Regions from separate parts of the Mus musculus genome. Here all the other regions are linked to region 2. The links are chromatin contacts, called in public HiCAR-type and HiChIP or PLAC-seq maps. All regions are on one chromosome and are shown on one strand. Each heading gives the region's core, a stretch centred on a gene start, on an enhancer-like site or on the middle of the called end of the contact. The rest is flanking DNA. Distances are from core to core; before and after follow the strand shown. Region 1 has its middle 56 kb from the start of Gm41044. Region 2 overlaps Pik3r1 (phosphoinositide-3-kinase regulatory subunit 1). Region 3 has its middle 75 kb from the start of Gm41044.

Evidence for each region. HiCAR-type assays count read pairs that join an accessible place to other places. HiChIP or PLAC-seq counts read pairs in DNA pulled down with a chosen protein or histone mark.
Region 1: a HiCAR-type map of fibro-adipogenic progenitors shows a contact between it and region 2, with 5 times the contacts expected there. The contact joins two enhancer-like sites. A contact is called at or near these places in 2 of 484 Hi-C or Micro-C datasets (Th1 cells and macrophages) and 2 of 115 datasets of contacts at active chromatin or transcription factors (DN3 thymocytes and fibro-adipogenic progenitors).
Region 3: a contact with region 2 is called in an H3K4me3 HiChIP or PLAC-seq map of bone marrow-derived macrophages, with 5 times the contacts expected there. The contact joins two enhancer-like sites. A contact is called at or near these places in 1 of 15 datasets of contacts at CTCF or cohesin (pro-B cells), 7 of 484 Hi-C or Micro-C datasets (LSK cells, Th1 cells, bone marrow-derived macrophages and 3 more) and 5 of 115 datasets of contacts at active chromatin or transcription factors (acute myeloid leukemia, bone marrow-derived macrophages, cardiomyocytes and 2 more).

The regions. Positions count from the first base shown.
Region 1 is chr13:102,068,634-102,072,570 of GRCm38.p6, reverse strand. No RefSeq gene overlaps it. Among named protein-coding and RNA genes, the nearest start is that of Gm41044, 56 kb to the right of the region's middle. Within about 2 kb of position 1,525, at least 43 of the 459 cell types and tissues checked have an H3K27ac peak or open chromatin away from gene starts, as enhancers often do. A contact at or near this core is called in fibro-adipogenic progenitors, where this site is marked.
Region 2 is chr13:101,728,476-101,732,332 of GRCm38.p6, reverse strand. All of the region lies in intron 2 of Pik3r1 (phosphoinositide-3-kinase regulatory subunit 1), which reads left to right. Among named protein-coding and RNA genes, the nearest start is that of Pik3r1, 38 kb to the left of the region's middle. Within about 2 kb of position 1,797, at least 53 of the 459 cell types and tissues checked have an H3K27ac peak or open chromatin away from gene starts, as enhancers often do. A contact at or near this core is called in bone marrow-derived macrophages and fibro-adipogenic progenitors, where this site is marked.
Region 3 is chr13:102,087,357-102,091,375 of GRCm38.p6, reverse strand. No RefSeq gene overlaps it. Among named protein-coding and RNA genes, the nearest start is that of Gm41044, 75 kb to the right of the region's middle. Within about 2 kb of position 1,620, at least 40 of the 459 cell types and tissues checked have an H3K27ac peak or open chromatin away from gene starts, as enhancers often do. A contact at or near this core is called in bone marrow-derived macrophages, where this site is marked.

The DNA of each region.
Region 1 (3,937 bases), core at 276-2,775, 340 kb before region 2:
GCTGCACAGCGACCTTGACTGTGTCTGTACTTAGGAAGAATTATGAAGTGGCCTTGTTCTGTCTCATTTATCTCGTCTCAGAGGAACCTTGGAGTTGATGTCTGTGTGATTTTGTTTAACCGGTGACTACAATGGGGGACTAAGCAGTGTGTGCTCTCACAGAAATGGTCAGCAAATTCCAGGGGATGTGAATACCAGAGATGGACACAGTTAGAGCTCCTTTGGTTGAGTGGATGCAGTGATGTAAGACCTACATCTGGAATGAGTGTGAAAGAAAACATATAAACATCTGGAAAAGCAAGAATGTAGAACATCAAAATAAAATGTGTGTTCTGGGGAAACTGAGTCAGCCACAGCTTTAACAGGATGACAAGGTCATACCCTTTCCTCAAGATCTAGCTCCTTTCTTTAACCAACTTCCAGTTCTAAGCCACTGTGCTCTAAGCTCTTTTTTTCGTTTGTGAGTGTACTCTAACTATGCCTTATGCAATTGTCTGACTCCCCTGGAGAGACCATGTCTTCCCCATGGAAGCAGAGACCATGTCCATCCTCCAGAACACTGTCCCTTTTGCCCTTAGGACAGTACTTGGAGGGAAGATACCACTCTTCAGCATGTGCTGAGTCTTAAACAGGATCCTGCTCCCCTCTTATTCAGCTCAATGCACAGCATACATCTTTTTAAAATGGTGTAATTGTTTCAGCTTGACAATAATAATGATGATAATACCCATAGTTTTTACTGCTTATATAGATTCCAAAAAGCACTTTTTTATCTATTATTTTAAGGAAAACTAATGTGTCAGCCTAGATATATAATGAAAAGGGTTTCTCATCATAATCAATCACAATTTGTTTCCAAGCCCCACCCCCTGACACACACTTTAATTCAAGTCAATCTTTAGTTGCTATTTCATGCCACCATTGAAAAGTTAGGAGAAACTCACTTGGTAATGATTTTTCCTCTCATTGGGCACTTCATGTGTTTGAAACATACTTAAAAAAATGTTGTTTCAATTAAGTGTTCTGACAATTCCCTTTATCCTTCTTCTGGGGCAGGCCTTGGTACAGCAGCCTTGTTGGCTGTGGATCTGGGATGTGAGAGAAGATATTTAGCCACAAATGATATCCAGCAGAGCTTTCTGAGTTTTAAATTTCAAGCCAAGCTGAGTCCTGCTCAGTCTGGTTTAGCTGGCTCCCTGATTCTGGATGCAAATGCTCCCAAATTTTCATAAAACAGGAACAGAAGATTCTGTGAGCATGCAATGACTCGCACTAAACATCACTTTAATGAATTACGCATAAATGAAGCAGGCACATATGGATTCCATTGTCTTAAATATACTCAGGGGGTTAAAATAAAGGTGAAAACAATGTTCCTTGGTGACATGTGTTTTGGAGTTTGTTGAGCCTAAGATATTACAAAGTTCCTCAGGACATTTATGAAGACTGAAGTAGTGTTGGCTCCAGCTGCTCTCTCCTGTGTGGTCGGTGACTGTGGTAAGCCTAGTCCTCCTTGCTGCCTCCCTGACATGGGGATTCACCCACTGTCAATAGTGCCTGCAGATGTGAACAGGCCCACCCTTTATTGGGCCTCTGGAAGCCCTGGGTTCCCTAAACCACACAGGAAGAGGCACATCAGCTTCTAACCTCTGTTTTCACGTTCCCTCCTACAGTTTGTCAGTTGCCTGGAGTCCCTGAGATTGTCAGCTGGCACATGAGGTAAAGCTGGGCTTTGTCACAAGCCTGCCAGTCTCAAAACCCTGCAGTGGGTTTTCTTGCCTGCTGGTTCTTGGAAGAAATGTCAGACACGGTGTTTTTTAGCTTTGGAGCTTCACAGCACCATATGTAATCCATTTCCAAGGGTTCCTCTGTCGTCTGGCTGGCTCCCTAGTGCCCATACTTATAAATGGAAAAGGCTTTCTTACAAAATTGCCCACTGGTTTTAAGGCTGTTTGGTGGGAGAAGTAAGTAAACTATTATTTTGTGTCCTAGAATAATTAATTCTGCTCTTATTTTAGACTTTTTGTTTGTCAGATCTTCTATGCAGTAGATACATGATATATATTATCTCAAAATAAAAGAAAAATACGCCAAACATGGTGGCACACGCCTTTAATCCCAGCACTCGGGAGGCAGGGGCAGGGGGATTTCTGAGTTTGAGGCCAGCCTGGTCTACAGAGTGAGTTCTAGGAAAGTCAGGGCTACACAGAGAAACCCTGTCTCAAAAAAACTAACTAACTAAATAAATAAATATAAAAGAAAAATACAATTCTGTTGCTGTTGCCTCGGATATTTGTGAGCAGTAGATTGTGACCATTTTCTGTAAGCTGTAGAGAGCACAGGGCCTCCCTGGGCTGTAGATGTAGCTCAGTTGGCACAGCATTGCATGCAGGAAATCTTGGGGTTTGATTCCCAGCACCAAATAAACCAGATGGGGTGTGGTTCATCCTGGTGCTGTGAGTACTTAGGAGACAGAGGCAAAAGCATCAGGAGTCCAACATTATCCTTGGCATTCATTCATTTCAGCCCAGCCAGAGATCAGCATAAAATGTCCATTCCAAATGCACAAGATGGTGGTGGCAACAATCACCAGACAGTTGCCTGTCTGGTACAATGTGATGCATTTTCCACTCTTGTCAGAAATAAAAGCCATAAGGGAATCAAGAGAGTATTAAAACACAGATTATTTTCCCTTCATTGTATCCCTTACAACATCTTGATACAGTTTCAGGCCCTTGTTGAACTAATAAAATAGAGTTATGTACATTGAAAACAAAGGGAAGCTTGCTCCCGTCTGTAATGGTTAATTTGCCATAGCAACCTGACTGTGTCATGAGATGCCTGGAGATTTGGTTAAACATTATTTCTGAGTGTATCTGTAAGGTCTTTTGCATGTTTAAGTTGCTAGGCTGTATAAAGCAAGTGCCTCTTCTATCCCCAGTGTTACCACTGGTTTTCTTTGATCTCCACCTTACAAGCAGCAGACCATTGAGCTTCTCAGCTTCTATAATCGTCGGAGCTAATACTTGCTAATCAGACCCCCAATACGCCGATCGTTCAGGACTTAAAATGACTCATGGCTTTTTTTTTTTTTTTTACTTTACAATGATGCATGTGTGATATACATACATGAGAAATTGAACTTGAATTTGACAGTTTTGATCTTTTCCTGAACTAGTGACAGAAGTAACTCACGCTCTTAGATGGGGCAGTGACTGCGAGCCCCATCATGAAGTTACTCAGGCCCATGAGAGCAAGTGACACTGTAGTATTTTGTGTTGCTAAGTTATGGTGCTCCAAAGTATATGTGTATAAAGTGAAAAGTTTTCCTACTGTAATTTCAATGTATGGTGAGGTTCTCTGGATGAGTTTTGAACCCAGGAATATGTCTGTATTAACCTTTCATCTCCCATCTAGCTCTCCCTTCTGATTCTCCAGAGAGTCTTTACTCATGAATTCTCTACTTGGCATATTTAAGGACAGAGAAAGATTTATCCTTGACACAATAGATCCCTGGCATCAGGCAAGCTTAGACCACTGGAGTGAATGCCTGTTACAAGTACACACACATGCGCCCTGAGATGTCTTGCTGCCCCCGTGTACTCTCCTGCTTTCCACAGTCTCTAACGGTCTGTAGAGGAACATTTGCATCACATAGCCTCCCCTTCTTTTTCTTATCTTTTTTTTCCTTCTTTCTTTTATTTTGTCTGCCATTGATTCCCAGGACTGCAGTGATTCCATTCCTCCAGCCCCAATCTCTCAGCTTCATTCTCTAGTTGTACCTTAGGCTCATAGCCAACAGCAAACTCAATTACAAAAAAAGAAAAAAAGAAAAAGAAAAAAAAAGAAAGAAATTCAATTTAAGCAAGCACATGGTTGTATTCAAGACCACAACACAAGCAGTCTGGTAGATAGCTCTGGATGCAATATAAAAATG
Region 2 (3,857 bases), core at 548-3,047:
AACCTGCTCAGACTGTATAATGTTACTTTTAGGGCTGATCATTTGGTATTTGGATAACCGATTCCTGTGCTTTTCCTTGGGGAAGCCTGTTTCGTGCGCACTCAGCATTCCTTGGCTGCCTGCAGTTTGGGTTTTTCCTTTATAATTGAGTCCTTGTGAGCTTTCCCCCTTCTATATGAGACGGTGTCTCCTAAATATGTCACAAGCTACAGCCGTGAAGTCTCATCAACATGGCTGCCTAAGCGTGATCCGAACAAGGATGACACCAATAGACATTGTTGGTTTTTGTTTTGACAGGAATTTGCTGTGTATGTAGCGTAGGCTGGCCTCGGATTTGAGATCTTCCAGCTTGTGCCTCCTGAGTGCTGGGACTGCAGGCTCTGGCACCAAGCCCACATGTTATCTCTGCCCCCAACTGTAGTCTGTAAGATAGATAATACAGTGATTGTGCCGAAAGGTTTGCCTTTGTTAGTGTAGAAGTAAAAATTCTAGTGTGGAACTCCCAGCACTTGGAAGACAGAAGCAAGAGGATTTTGAGGCCAACCTGCTCTACATGATGAGTTTAGGGCTAACCTGGACTATGAGATCGTTTCTAAAGTTTGGTATGATGATGCAAATTTGTAGGCTTACCACTCATGAAGCCAAAGCAAGGAAGATAATCAAGACTGCAAGGATCTCCTGGGATACATATGGAGACCTTGTTTCAAAAGGGAGGGAGGAAGGGAGGGAGGGAGGGAGGGAGGGAGGGAGGGAGGGAGGGAGGTAGGTAGGTAAGGGGAAAAAGGAAAAAGGAAAAGGAAAGGGAGAGAAGAAAAGAAAAAGAAACTAGATTTTTGAAATAGCAATGTTATAGTAGATGAGTGACATTGTACTTTGGATAAAAATTTACAAAGCGCTTCTGACAATCGCCTGCTGTGTGCCCAAGGCCACTCAGGTTCTCAGCTCAAATGGTAGAAGCACCATTTTGAAAATCCATTGGTTTTCCAGGGTATCTGGTTATATTTAGATAGTCATTTTTTCTGCTGAGTATGTCCTGACAATCCCTTATGGCCCATGGTTCTTTAAGTTATCACTTGCTAGGCTGTACTGAGGACTCTGAGCCAGATTTAGTGGTACCCTGTAAACCCCATTGTTTGGGGGGATTGAGGCAGGAGAATCACAAGTTTAAGACCTGCCTGGGCTACACTAAGCGAGTTTGAGACCCAGTTTGAAAATAAATAGATAAGGAAGTAAAGGGATGGTAACTGACATCAGTTTAGTGGTTATCTTAGGGTTTCTGTTGCTATGCTAAAACCCTATGACCAATAGCAACTTGGTGATGAAAGAATTTATTCCAGGGACCAGGGATTTATTAGGGCAAGAACTCAAGGCCGGAACCTGGAGGCAGGAGCTGATGTGTAGGCAGTAGAGGGGTGCTGCTTACTGGCTTGCTTTTCATGGCCTTCTCAACCTGCTTTCTTATAGCACCCAGGACCACCAGCCCAAGGGAGGAACCACCCACAGTGAGCTAGGTCCTCTCTTAGCAATCACCAAACAAAAAAGATGTACCACAGGCTTGCCCACAGGCTAATCTGGTGGGGACATTTTCTTAACTGAGGTCCCTTCTTTCAAAACTGGCTAATTGCAATAAAACTAGCCAGCATGGTGGTGGAGTGCTTGCCTGATATGCAGGAAGCTCTGGGCTTAATCCTAGTACCACAGAAAACAAGAAAAAAAAATGGAGGCTCTGGGTACGTATAAGCCATTCTTGGGTCAAGTTGCCTGTGGGTGGGGGCAGCTTTGAGTTCCTGTGGATGAATCAGCCACTGACGCCTGACACTGGACCCAGCCGCAGAGGGTAGGAAACAGCGTTGCGCACCATTACAGCTTCTGTTCTTTCTTTCAGAAATTTCCAGACTCTTCATTCTTTCTCATTTTTAGATTTTGCGTGGTTTAAAAGTCTTTCTAGATGAACGGAGAAACGCACACAGTTGACTATGTCCTGAAATGGGGGGAAAAGAGAAACTTGGAGTTCCAGGTTAGGAGTCTCAGGAGCTGTGACCCTGGTTTGGGGTTTATGGGGTCTTGGCTGTGATTGAGAGTGACCCACCTGCATGTGTTCTGCTGGTGTCTGGTGGTCCAGGGTGGGTAGCAGAGCCTCAGTTTTATCAGCAGCAGAGATGGAAGATTTCAACACTTAGTATATTAAGGTGTCTGCCAAGAATTAGAGCAGTTGGCTTCCTGTGTCTCCTCTGAAGGAGTAGTGCTGGTCAGAAGCCCTGCAAGATGAGAACGTTTGCCCCTGGGACCCTTCTCTGCTGTTAAGTCAAGGGTTGTCTTCTAGACCCTCTGGGTCACACCTCTCCTAACATGAGGATCAGCCGAATTACAGGCTCAATTTCAGGCAGAGCTGAGCTTGCATCTGATGACAGCAAAGACCTCCATGTGTCTTTCATTATCCTGTTGCCCTGGGAGATGCTGTTTAAGTTGGCAAATGTCCTTACTGAAAGCAAAGCTTGTCACTGGTGAGATTACTAATCCCCCTTCCCCTAGCCCCCCCCCCCACACTCCCACCCCAAAGGATCAAATGCCAAGGAAAGGAGGGAACTGTATAGCTTTGAAAAGTGTGGCGAAGCCATCAAGTTCACCAGGAATAGTAGGGGTAAGATGTGGTTTCAGTTTGTTTACTAGGTTCAAGATGACAATATCTCAATAACAAACTTCAGAGGGGTGTGTATACATGTGTGTGTGTGTGGGGGGGGGTGTGGTGTTGTGTGGTGTGTGTGTGCGTGTGTGTATGTGTGTGCTTTCCTGCTGGCATTCAGGTGTGTGTGTGTATGTGTGTGTGTGGTGTGCTGTGGTGTGTGTGTGCGTGTGTGTATGTGTGTGTGCTTTCCTGCTTGCATTCAGGTGTGTGTGTGTGATGTGTGTGCCTGTGTGTATGTGTGTGCTTTCCTGCTTGTATTCAGATGTGTGTGTATGTGTGTGTGCTGCCTGCTTGCATACAGATTTTTGCATGTGTGTGGCATGTGCTGCCTGAATTTCAAACTCCTAGAAATCATTTAGAAGCTCTAGCTTGTTTTGGTCTTCAGTTCCAGACTTATTGATAGTAAATTTCAAGAAACTTAACAAAAAAATCAGACTGAGCTTTGTGATTTCTAGGTCAGAGGTACCCAGTCTTTCTTTGCAGAGAAGAACCATTTTATTTTACTTTATTTTTTATTTTATTTTTACTTTTTAACCTTCCTCTGTGGCCTTGGGGCCAGGCCGGTTGGAGAAAAGACTAACTCCTTCGTTCACAGAGCAGCTTCAGTAGATACAACCTCACTGCCATCCAGTGGCGGTTGGCTCCACAACACAGGAGCTGACGACTAGACCCACTCTTTCTCCCAAGCCTTTTTTTTTTTTGTTTGCCTCTGCTGCTCAGTTTTCTATTTTTTTCCTCCTCCCAATATGGTACCTGCACTATTTCCTGCCTCCCCAGTGGTAGGAATCGAACCCAGAACCTGCCCGTGCTTGATGATCCCCGCCACCTAGAACTTCTCAGCCCCTGCAAGCAGTATTTGATAAGAAAATTTGACTCGGGCTTAAGGAACTGAGAGCAATTGAATCTATTTACCTTGCCCCATATTCCTAACAGTAGTTCTTGCTATCTGGCTCCCTACCCTACTCCCCCAACTAGGCATAAAGTCTGTATTTTCTCCTTGACTGTTTCTGTTGCTTTGGCCGAAGGATTAATGCTCAGCGGGTGCATCTGCTCGCCACACTTACTTTAAAGCTAGCTCCCCATCTCCCTTTGAATTTGTACTTTGAGCTGTGGTTGACCAATATCCTAGCATGGTTCATGACACTTTGCCTGCATTTCAGTTAAGGGTTAT
Region 3 (4,019 bases), core at 371-2,870, 360 kb before region 2:
GGAAGAGAGAGCGAGATTCAGAAAGTACAAGAGAAGGCTTATAAGGATGATTGGGATGGATGTGTTTATGAGTGGGAATCCAGAGAATGGCCAGGGTTAACTGCAGTCTTTGGACTTCTAGATGGTTATGCTTATCTCTAGCAGAGTTCATGGGGCATACATACCTCTTGTCTTGGTGTTGGTGTTGGTGTCTGACCATTCCTAATTGTTGCTCACTAACACAGGTCATGATGGGCACAGTCCTGGTAAGGTCATTGTGTGGTTAGCGACAACAGCACACAATAATCCAGCTTCAAAATCAACCCTCTTGCTTAATACCTACTAACTTCCCAGCCACTTCTTCAGGTTCACTTGGCTGACCAGCCGATTTTCACCAAGAGGAAATGCTTCACCATCCGAGACAAAGAGGTGCACTCACAAACATCAGTCCTCCGCGCTCTAGCTCTGCTTTTATGGCAGACCCTTTGCTACACAAGAATGGTTGTCATAGGAATCAAATCACTTGGCAAAATTTAAAAGATCCATTGACTTAAAGAAAACCTCCTGGGCTATAAGCTATCAAAGGAAGGCGTTTTGCCATTACTGTTGCTAGCAATCTGCTTTTATTCAGAGTTGCCCACCAGTAGGCTGGCATCATTTTTAGGACAGATATCTGATGCCACAACATTTTCTCAGTGCAACACTTTTTCAAACAGAGAGCAAATTATTTTGCTTTGAATTTTGGTAAAGAGAATAGTAATGATTATAAAGATAACAAGGACAGAACTATTAGTCAGTGTTGTGATACGGTCCAGGGAAGAATGGTCACTCCTAATCCTGCCCCATGACATGGTATAGTTGTAGCATCACCAAATTCAGCTGCTACATGCTGGAAGACAGGCATGTTCTGGCTGTTTGTATTCTGATGGTAATTCTGCTTCAAGAGGGGCTGCCCTGATGAGGAGTGGAACAAGTACTAAGGTGATTTCATATGAAACTTCTCATTCTAACTGGTCAAATAAAGGCTACGGTCTGTGATTGGGCAATGGGAGGGAAAGGTGGGGCTGGAGATTTTAGAGAGTGGGGGAAGAGTAGGGAATGACAGAAGAAGGACAGAGGGCGGGAGAAGAGGTGAAAGGAAGATGGAGCAGAACCACATGGTCTAGAGAAGCCACAAATAGCAAGGGATCTCATAGCTGGGGAATAGGTTAGTGTAGTGGTGTGCGGCTTATATTATAACTATGTTATGTGTTTTTGCATGGGCTTATTGGGTTTGGGGATTTACTGCAACACAGACACATGTTCACTATGCATCAAAAATGACTGTGTAACCTAGAAATGAGGTTTAGATTCATAACTCCTATTTTTTAAAAGTATGTTTTCTTATTGCTTTTCTTATCTTTGTATAAAATTCGCCCTTCCGTTATCATCTGTTCATGTTTACAGAAGACCTAGGCCCAAAACTGTAACATGTGTTGCTACACAGTTCTAAGGAGACACCCCTGGTGACCTCCTTTTGTGGCAGCCAAAATCCACATGCTCATTACCCAGAACCTGCAGAGCAGTTGGAGGAGTAAGACTCGTTAGCGCAGTTGACTGTCTGTCCAGGGTGCACAAAGCCACCGGCAGGAAACAGGAAACTCAAACTTCGTTATTTGCTGGGGGAGGAATTGATTCATCATGAGTGCATCATCTTTGGCAGGCAGCTCTCCAGTCATCTTCTGTTGCTGAGGCCAAGCAGAGGAGGAGGGAGCCCGGGAGTTAAGGTGGGGGTTAGGAGATTTCTATAGGATTCATTTCCACTCACCTCCCAGAGGCCCCATGCTAATAAGAGCAATAATCACCATTTATGATTGTTTAATATATGCCCAGTTCCCAGCTAAGTGCTGTCTGTGCACTAGCTAACCTAATCTTTAAAACACCTCCCCCCACCCCCGGAGATAAGTATAATGAACTCCTTTTTGCACATTAGGAAACATAGACTTGGAGAAGTTAAGTAACTCGCCTAAAGCACACATCTGGCAGGTGTTGGAGTCCGGACTCAAATTCCAACCTCATCTGACTCCATAGCTCTATCCTTAATCATGCTATGTGACTACTTCCCCTGAAAATTAGAAGCCACTCAGTCTTGAAAAAATTAGAAAGCCACTCAGTCTCACCTTACAACTGCATAAAGAATCCCCTTTGTATACACATCTATAAATAACACATTGTCATCTAATTCACTGTCACCCTCCAATGAGGGGTGGCCACTGCAAAGCCTTATGTTTCTCAAGGTGAAACCCATATCACTCGTGCACATCCATTCTTTGGGTCTTTTGTACCCAGGAGCCATGAAAACTGCGTGTTTCTCCTTCAGTGGTCCATCACATTTACAAAGATGAAATGAAATTAGGTTTTTTATGTTACTGCAAAGAAATGCATAATGGAATTAATTGCAATCTCGGCATTTTTGTTTGTTTGTTTGTTTGTTTGTTTGTTTGTTTGTTTAGGGATAAAACAGGAGACGATAAAAATTAGCTTTTACATGGAATAACACCAGAAGCTCCGAGTCCAACCCTTACCTGCTATTCCCTCTGTCATTACTGTCAGGATTCAGGTTTCCCTCTTCTGATTCCTTTTCCATGTTAATGTGTAAGGATTGGCTGCTTGGACTAAGGCAAAAGTCATCTTTGGCACCTGAATTTAAGACTTACATTCACCATGATTACCTCTCATCTGCTGTCTTCCTAGTCACAACAGGCTTTTGCCCCTCAGAGTCATAAGTCACTTGTCTATAAAATAAGAATGACATCATTAACTTCCCAGAAATGTTGGGAGGATTCAATGAAACAAGAACCAAGGCTCCAGCATGTTGTTGGCACATGATAACCATGAAGACTTTTCCCATCATCCCCTGAAATCCATGCCATTCATTAGTATGTCCCCACTGGTGTCTCACTGCAGTCTCTTGAACGTCTACTTGCAATGAATGACTTTGGAGAGCTACCTTGGTGAAAGGTTGTGTCTCAAGCTCCATCGGACTCCTCCCTCACTACTGGAAAGCTGCATTTTTCCCATCGCCAAGTCAATATATACCTGTGCCCCTTCCTGAGGCCTCATTAATTTGCTGTAATTGCAAGGCAAAGTATATCTCAAGCGTGTGAATAGCAACACAGGAAGGCCTAGTACTACCAGCTTTGGGGTTTTCCCTAAGAAGACAGCCTCATCCCAAGGCTCAGCATCACTCTCAGTCCTGTGGGGAGCAGCTGAAAACCCAACCACTCTATTTTGGCTCACACTCCCATTCTTGATGAGAATCCATTAGCCCCTGACAGAAGTGTGGAAAAGGGGATTTACAAACAAGGGCTCCTACCTCATCAGCAGGTGCTTCTGGGGGAAATCATACCCAGGTGCCCAGAGCTCTCCTTAAACTGACAAAAAGCAGTACAGGAAACAAAGGGGCCAGGTGGCCCTGGACTCTGACCTTCTCACAGCGCAGAGCTTAAGTCCCAGGGGGGAACACTGGCTGGGGTGAAGTGACAGGGTTGGTGATTGGGTTTTTAAATACAGATTTTATTGTGATTAATGGGATGTGAAGGACAGAAAGAATAGGAATCTCTCAGCAGTCTTGGAGCATGTGTGTCTTAGACAGGCATCCCTTTGGCTCAGAAACAGCCAGGTACCCAGGTGGCACCTGGGTAAGCTTTCTCAGCCATCATCTTTCTGACCCAGTGAGGAAACCAGTAATAGTTTAGGTGGATCTTTTGTTTCCACACACCACCACCTGTCTGCTAGGCCACAGATGAATACCTCTTCTTTGTACCTTTGCCTGAAGTGACAAATTCATGACCCAGAGGGTTCAGTTTGCTGGATAGATGCCTAGGAATGGAAGTGACCAGGCCAGGCATTGGGTCTTTGCAGCTGCTGCATGCAGGAGGGGCATGTCCATAAAGGTGAACCTAAAAAGGCTACCTGGATTCTTCTCTGCCTCTGAGAGAACGTCACACTCTCCCACAGGCCCTTCAGGAGGCTGGAGGGCCCCTTGAGTCAAGAAGGCA